2 separate regions of the Podarcis muralis genome follow, and region 2 is linked to region 1. The links are chromatin contacts, called in public Hi-C maps. All regions are on one chromosome and are shown on one strand. The core of a region is the stretch at or near the end of the contact, and the rest is flanking DNA. Distances in the headings are between cores, read along the strand shown. Region 1 holds the start of ATE1 (arginyltransferase 1). Region 2 holds the start of ACADSB (acyl-CoA dehydrogenase short/branched chain).

Region 1 (3,961 bases), core at 863-3,362:
GGGGCCCCGGGAAGCAGTGGCAGCAGCGCCGGCGGCCGCCATCTTAGCAAAGGGCAAAAGTTTGGGTGGAGCAGGGAGAGGGCTCCAGTCTCCCTCGTTTTCTGTCGCGACTTCCGGGAGCCCATTGCACAGCTTCGCATCTTCCATGTGCGGGGCAAAAAAAAAAAAGAGGCATCAAAAGTAAATACTGCGTCTTAAAGGGACAGGCTTCTTATTCGTTGCAGCGGGTTTAAGTCTATCGTGTTCTCTGCCTTAAAAAAAACCCTTTAGACATAGATATCGTTTCTTTTTCTGGCACGGTTTTGGGGGTTTTATTTGTCTTTAAAACCATCGTGGCAAACAGAAATTCAACAGATGGAGATGAAATGATGGGAGAACCTTTCACCTGTTTTGTTCCCATTGCTGCCTGCTATGCAGCTTTGAAAGGCATTGTAAATTTCCCCAGAAATAGCCCAATACTGTGTCGCTAATGCAGCCAGTGAATTCTCAGTTCTGACAGTTGTGTCTGAATCGTGCATACATCTTGCAAACTGTGCTTGTTTATTTGGGCATCAATCCCATTGTGTAGAATGAGATTCCCCAGGTAAAGCAGCATAGGATGACAGCTTTATTTCCCTTTGAAGTCACTCCAGGCATGGGGGAAGTAACATATAAACTATCAAAATAATTATAACATCTGCTCCACAGCTCCGGGGCCAAGTATACCCTTCCCTTCCGTTTTGTCTAATTGCCTAGCCTATTTTTCCCTGTCCTTCTCATACAATCTGATTAATGAGCAAACTACTGCTTTAAATTATGTCAGTAGGATAAACATTACTGAAGCTGCAGCCCTCTCTACCCACTCAGTGGGACTCACTTTTAAGCAGAGACTGCCATACTGAGGAGGGAGGACTAGAGTGCTCAGGTTTCCAATTTTTTACGGCTTTCTGACATTTTAAAACGTCGCACGAAACTCATAGACGACAAAACAACTATGCAGGTTCATCAGAAGCAAGTCGCACTGAGCTCAGCCGAGCTTCACTTTTGCACAAGTTTATTTTGGTGTAAATCCCACTGTTTGTGCAGGACTAAACGGTGTGCTCAGTGGGGTTTACTCATTTGCAAGAGCCTTACTTCTGAGCAAACGGGTATTAGGCTAGACTAGAGCTCTAAACGCCTCCTTTTCGCGGGCTTAATTTCTCTTAATTTCCTCCTCGCCCAACTACGTTTCCCCCTTCAAAAGCTCCGAAGTTCTGTCTTAAAAAACCAACTTTTTTTTTTGGAGCCAGGAGCCTTGTTTCAAAGCTGAAAGGACGAAGGAGAACTTCTATAGCCCTTGCCCTTATCTTCTCGCGTTTTCACTTGGGCTACTGTTGCTCCTCGGCTGGGAGGCTGCTAACGGGGGGGGGGGAGCAAATGCAAGGGCTGCGTGGCACTCCCTGGCTCTCGGGAGGAAGGCGGCCGGCAGCAGCGAGGCCACGAAAAGTCTCAACACGAATGCCGCCATTAACTCCCAGGCGGAGAGCGGGGCAATCGGCGGCCCCTTCTTCCGAAGGGCAAGAGCACAGGGGGGGCTCCGTAAAAGCAACGGACAGGGCGTGCCAGTTCCGCCATCTTTACTGAGGGAAGGGCGTTAAGTAACAAGCGGCGGAGAGAAAAATGCACCCGCGACAGGTGTGCTGCGGGAAGCCGTCGTTACGTAGTCGGGGATTTCCTCTGCAGGCACATCGGCGCCTGCCTTCCCCGCTCCCCCCCCCCCGCCTTAGTTAGGGCCTTCCTGAAGTTATTCTTCCACCCTCCAGCTCTTACCGTGGCTTGCTTTCCCCCCGGCAGAGTGACAGTAGCCGCACCGGTAGCCCTCTCTCGTCCCTTCGTAGGCCACGACGGAGTCCATGATGCCCAGCCGGTCCCTGCTCGCGCTACGATGCCTCGTTGGCAGAGGAGGGGGGATTGGAGCACCTTGAGCCACCTGCTCCACCTTGCGATCGTTTTGGCAAGCTTCTCCCCCTCCCTTGCCCTTCACCTGTTCCACCCACCCGAAATAATAAGCTTCAGTTCCCGAGGATGCGGCTCTAGGAGCGCCATCGCCTGCTAAACAGGAGCGCTCTCTCCCCACCTCAAAGCACGTGCCTCTTGCTTTCTGGGTAGGAAACAGCCGCGCTTACACTCGAATGTCCCTTTTCAGAGCCCCAGCTTTCAACAGCCGACTGCTAACACAGGGATGTGCAACAAGTGGCCCTCTAAATGTTGTTGGGACTTCCGTCTCCCATTATCCCTGACCACTGGCTGCAGCGGCTAAAGGGAGTTGGGAGTTTAGCAACATCTGGAGGGCGCAAGTAGGGTGGCCACCCGCTTCTCGTAACCAGAAGTCAGTGTGGAAAACGCTAGATTTGCTGCAATTTAACGAAATTATCTCTCCCAAACTCCTCTCCTAGCCTAAATCCAGCTCACTAGCATGTGGAAGTGCATGCTGACAAGGGGCAGAATGAGAAATAGCTTGCTCTTACACATTTAACAATATTTTTATATTAATTTTTCGCACACGAAACCTGAGAGAACATGTGCCTTCTTCCTTTTGTTTCTGGGAAGAACTGCTGGTACACCAATCACTTACATGAAAGTCTCTGACTGCTATAGGCACCTGCCACTACCACACCAGAGGGAAAAGAAAACTAGAAGCTTAAAGTTGAGCCATTTATGCAACTATAGCCAATAACACTTGCCAACCTAAACACTTAATGGAAGAATAAGGACCAGATCAGCATTTATTCTGCCTTCAGACCATCCTTTGCTGGTAACAACGGCAGCTGTTTAAACAATACAATCCAGTATTTTAATATTGTACTAATTTCCACCATCACACTAGAAGGAAGGATAGTTCCTTCAAACTCTGCTCTTCTTGAGTGCAGAAAGATATAGATTCAAACAAATACATTCATCCTTCAGTTCTCTAGTTCCTAGGATGACATTCCAAGGGCCATAAGCACCATCTGATTTCTCTCTCAGGCCACATAAATCTGAACTCAAGGGTCTCTATTCCAGCCGCCACAGAAATGTCCCCACAGTCCTGATATGAAGAAGTGCAGTAGCAATGGAGCTTTCCCAATTCCCTACTAGTTCCCCAAACTGGGGGGTGGGAAAAGAGACTATGCCAGGGTTGGAGATTATTTGTCAAAGGGAGTAAAGCAAACAAAAAAACAATAGTAATTAAAAAACAATAATAATGAAAAAGGCCTAGAGGAGAGCAGCACTGTTCTGCCCTGTAGGCATGAGCCTGGCAGGGCACTGGATGAGACAGTCTTCACTTCACCTTAGATTTCAGTCTTAATTGTCCTGCAGGTTTCCAGATTGGGTGGGCATGAGAAATAAATTGATATGACCCTACTACAGGATATGGGTTAGATGTATGCACATAAGTGATTAAGTCCATATTATGGAGGCTGGTGACAGAGGGGCTCATATTAGGCCAATATTAAGTTCCCCCTAGCCAACTACACATGCAACGAACTAAGTAAGAATTTTACTAAGCTCCTGCACAGAGAAATCCACAGAAGTTATATAATTCTCCTACCACAGGCTAATGGTTAGAGATGACTATCCTTTCATATTCACGAACACAAGTTGCTACTTGGTACATTGGCCTATATACCTATTATAATGTTGATATTAAAGCTAGGTTACAATTAACATTACTATCACCTCACCAGCATGAGAGTTAGCAGCTGGCAACTGATATAACTAGAAAAATCACACACACGTAACTAGAAGAGATACAGCATTTGTGGTTTTATTGAATATTCTTAACATAAGGAAACTGAACCGTACAATTTATAAACAATGCTTGCCAATCTATTTCTGTGTTCTGAATGAATTGTTATGGATTTTGTATCTTACTGTTTTCAGCACAGTTTGTAGAAAAATATTGTATAAATTCAAATCTAATATATAGTACAATTTGGTTTTACATCTTTGCCTGTGTATT
Region 2 (3,961 bases), core at 492-2,991, 660 kb after region 1:
AGGGATGCAGAGCTGAAGAACTCTCAGCAACCTTGTCCAATGCTGCAAATCAGCGGCCTAGAGTACCACGATACAAATACAGTATGATCCAATCTTGTTGGAAGATACCACTTCATCTTCTCATCTCTTAACACTTGCTCCCAGTTACTTTGCCAATTTAATCCTAAACATTATGGCTCATATAATTACTCTAAAGAATTAAACCAAGGAGACGGTAAGAGGGAACTCATGTTTGGAAGGCAGTTGGAATAGAACTCAGATTTTTCATTCCACAGAACTCCATGCACACAGCCTATGGCACACCACCCTCCCGGCCCTCCATCTCTTCAATCCCATGCAAAGACCTCCCAACTTGCAGCTTTCCCCTTCCACTACCTACTCTCATCTCCAAGCAGTTCAAGTCAGACATCTCCCACTCGGTGTCGCTTATTGAGTGATCACAAAGCAAAACAGTGTCACTTCTAGACCCTGGGCGGCTCGGGTAGTGCTAAAGGAGCACCCAACAGTAGCAGCTAGCATCCTTCGAGGATGTAAGTTTTAGGATAAAAAGAGCTGTCAGCTCCATAACAATCCAGTGAGCCACTTTTTGCCTCTGGACACCCCCCCCCCTTCCAAGTGTGCACTGTTTCTTTCCCAACCTTGTGCCTCCAGCTGTTTTTGAACTACAACTCCCATCATCCCTGACTAGCAAGACCAGTGGCAAGGGATGATGGGAATTGTAGGCCAAAAACAGCTGGAGGCACAAGGTTGGGAAACACTGACGGCCGGTCGCCAGGGTGGTGAGATGCAACGCAGGAGAGGTGTGCCCCTCTTAACAGCTGTGTGGGGAAGAGGCAATTTCATCCTCCTTCGCTGGGCAAGGGCGGCCAGGAGGGGAAAGGCCGGACTGGGTGTTCCTGTTCCAGCCGCCCCTTAATAGTTGCGCAGAGGTGGAGATGTGCACAGAGCCAGCTTGTCATGCAAGCGGCACCTGCTGGGGAAAACCCCCTCTTCTGCACAACTGTAGGATGCATGAGGAGCCCGGGCATCTTCTTCTTCTTCTTCTTGCTTTCCTTAGGGCAAGAATTGCTGCCAGCGACTCCCGGGCAAAGCGCAGGCTGCCTGCGGCCACCTCTCCTCCCGCGACCCTGACAGAGAGCCAAACTCCAAGCCCCTTTTGGGGGCTGCTGGGGGGCAGCTTCCCACTGCCCACCGGACCCACCTCCTGGGCAGCACGCAGCCTTTTCCCCGACCGCACCGGAGCGCCGCTCCCGACATGCTGCCTCCCCGACCGACCCTCGGCGAAGTGGGCTTCGCCGGCGCCACTCCTCCTGCGCTCCCAACTTCGGCAGGCAGGCAGGCAGAGCGCGGCGCCAGCGGGGAAGGAGCACGACGAGGTCTCCTCCTGCTCCGCCCAGGCAGAGGGAGCCCCCCGGACGCTGCTTGCCCCGCCGCCGCCGCCTCACCTCCGCCGCACTTGCCAGCCGCAGGTGGACCCGACTCCCGCCGTCACCGCTGCCGCCGCCTCCATGTTTGTTGTGTCTCCCGGAGCCCAGGCGTAACCCGCGTCCTTCCCCCTTTCGAAATCCCGCGAGAGCTCCGCCAGCTCCGCCAACAGGCGCGGCCGGCGCGCGCCGTTCTCAAAGAGAGGCGTGGGAAGCCGCGCGCTCTCGCTCTCTCTTTCTCCAAAGCGGGTGGTTTGCTTGTTTTTATTTTCCTCTTGAGTTCTGTAGAACTTCCGGTATCCAGTCGCATACCGTCGGGCTCCCGCCTTTAATGTGCGGGGGCGAGAACGAAGGGGATGCGCAAACGCCTGTAAAAATCAAAGCGACGCTGCTCCTTATCGGGAGCGGGGAGTTGGGGAACGAGAGTCGTTCCGCTTCTAAACACTCCCGCCCCTCAGGAGGAGGGTTCCATTGGGAACCAGAAGTGCGTTGCGCGGCAGGCTTTCCGTAAAGGTGCGCAGAAGATCCCTCTTTGGGTTCCTCCAGCAAGTTCGGTGTCCGCTCGGCCTTCGGGGAGAGAAGCTGCGGCGGCAGAAGGGATGGCGGCGGCAGGGGCTCTGTCTTCGCTCAGGCGCTGCGGGAAGGTAAATGTCGCCGTTGTTTTCCAGGAGCTCAGCTCGGGCTGTTTTCAGATCCAGGACGCAGGTGGCAGGTGGAGGCTGCAGGTGGGCTGGTCGATCGGCTGCTTTGCAAGCAGATGGTCGCAGGTTAGAATCCCGGCATCTTGAGTCAAAATGAGTCGGGAAGCCAGTGCGAGTAGAGGAGCGTAGTCCAGATGTGCAAGGTAGTCTGGCCCCTGGTAAGAGGGAGAGTCCTTTGTAAACCTGACCTGTACAGGTGAGCTGTGTCCAAGCACAGATCTAGCCGCGGAGAAAGGTTCCCTTGTTGAATTTCAGGAGGATGCACGGGAAAAGGTGGTTAAACTGTACTTGGACAAGAGGGCGTGGGTGCATACGGTCTCCATGCACAGTTGCCAGATCGGAGAACGTGATTTCCAGATGCTGCTGAGTTCTGGCACCTCTCACTCTCTCTTTAGAAATGGATAAAGGGTGTGTTTGTGCGCAGGGGAGCCATGAGATGATCTCTCCTTCATCCCACACCCCTTTTCACTCTGTGGAGTAGGCTAAATTTGCATACCCTTTGTTAAGATGTGCCAGTAATAATAATAAGCCTAACGCAACAGTTCTAAACATCAAGGTGTCAGCTCCACTGAACACTGACTTCTGAATGAAAATGCATATAACTCTGCTGCAAAGCTAGGTGTAAGCATGGTCCTTTCAGTGATCACCAGGGCAACACTATGAGATAGAAGTGTAGAATAAGCAGGATGGCCCCCTTAGTAGGTGCATCAAGCCTGGCTTACCACCTTCTGAAGAAAAGTAATACACATTGCCAACTAAAGAGGGAACTACTATAAAGCTACTAAGTCCAGCACTACTAGCTGTTCAATATTGACTTAGGAAATAAAACTTCATTCATGTAGGTCCTTTATTGTAGGAATGAACAAGAGAACTTGGTAGCCCATATTTCAGTATTTTTGAAAAGAGCTGTAGAATACTTCAGTATACTTATTTTATGTGTGCCAACCCCTTTCAAGGGCCTAACCCTAGAGTGTGAACTTTCTACATAATTCAGGAGTTATTTGCAAATGTTCCTGTATATTGCCCATTGTAAATTTTATAGGGGAAGAGAGCATTGCAGGGAGTTGCCTCTTTTTATAAAGTGAGAGCAATCTTGGTCAGCAAGAATTTGTTTAATGTGAAGGTGGGTTGACTTGCAAATTAAAACCCAATCCTGTGTACTTAGCCCATATCTAAGCCCACCGAAACAGGTTTGCATTTATAAGCAAGCCACAGTTAAACTAAACAAACCATTTGCATTGAATCTAAATGTATCCAATGTGTTTAAATCTGCATAGGACCTAACAACATAAACCAGGCCACTAGGCTCCAGTACTAAGCCCTTTTATATTATAGTTATTGTAGTTTTATATAGCACCATCACTTTACAGAGCAACTAAACAAAAATCTATGTAGATTCTTTATAATATAGTTTTTTCAAAAAGGCTGAAGTTACCTTAACAAAATGGAAATTACCTTTCAGTCTGTTCTGCCTGAAATTAAGTTTGGTCTGTTTCAATGTTAAATTTAAGCACATATGCTGTTAGATATAAGCAAGTCAAAGGATTGTTGCACAATAATCCTAAACAGATTTCTGTCGAAAGGTGTCTCTCCTAAGTGTTCTTAACATTGGGGAGGGGGGGGGGTCTTACTTGTGTTCTCAGCAACAAAGCCAGAGAAATAAGATTGCTTAAAACAAAGAATGAAAATCAGAATTTACAGTCTTGGGCTATGCAAATGTTGTTTCACCATATAAGATCTTGAAGTTGTTCGTGTGCATGCTCATCAGTTGATTACTAAAGCAAATCAAATGATAACCTGTATGTGTGACTCAAAAGATCTAACATGATCAACAGA

Evidence for each region. Hi-C and Micro-C count contacts between places; a contact is called where the count stands out from the background.
Region 2: a contact with region 1 is called in a Hi-C map of blood, with 4 times the contacts expected there. The contact joins the promoter of ACADSB here to the promoter of ATE1 in region 1. A contact is called at or near these places in 2 of 3 Hi-C or Micro-C datasets (blood and tail).

What each region holds. Positions count from the first base shown.
Region 1 is chr6:54,248,771-54,252,731 of rPodMur119.hap1.1, forward strand. ATE1 (arginyltransferase 1) reads right to left here and starts at 2,113. Exons shown (of 12, transcript XM_028730063.2): 1 at 1,789-2,113. The coding sequence starts at 1,873. NSMCE4A (NSE4A component of SMC5/6 complex) reads right to left here. Exons shown (of 11, transcript XM_028730065.2): 11 at 3,751-3,961.
Region 2 is chr6:54,909,392-54,913,352 of rPodMur119.hap1.1, forward strand. It overlaps ACADSB (acyl-CoA dehydrogenase short/branched chain), which reads left to right and starts at 1,742. Exons shown (of 11, transcript XM_028730018.2): 1 at 1,742-2,068. The coding sequence starts at 2,024. IKZF5 (IKAROS family zinc finger 5) reads right to left here and starts at 1,600. Exons shown (of 5, transcript XM_077930334.1): 1 at 1,446-1,600.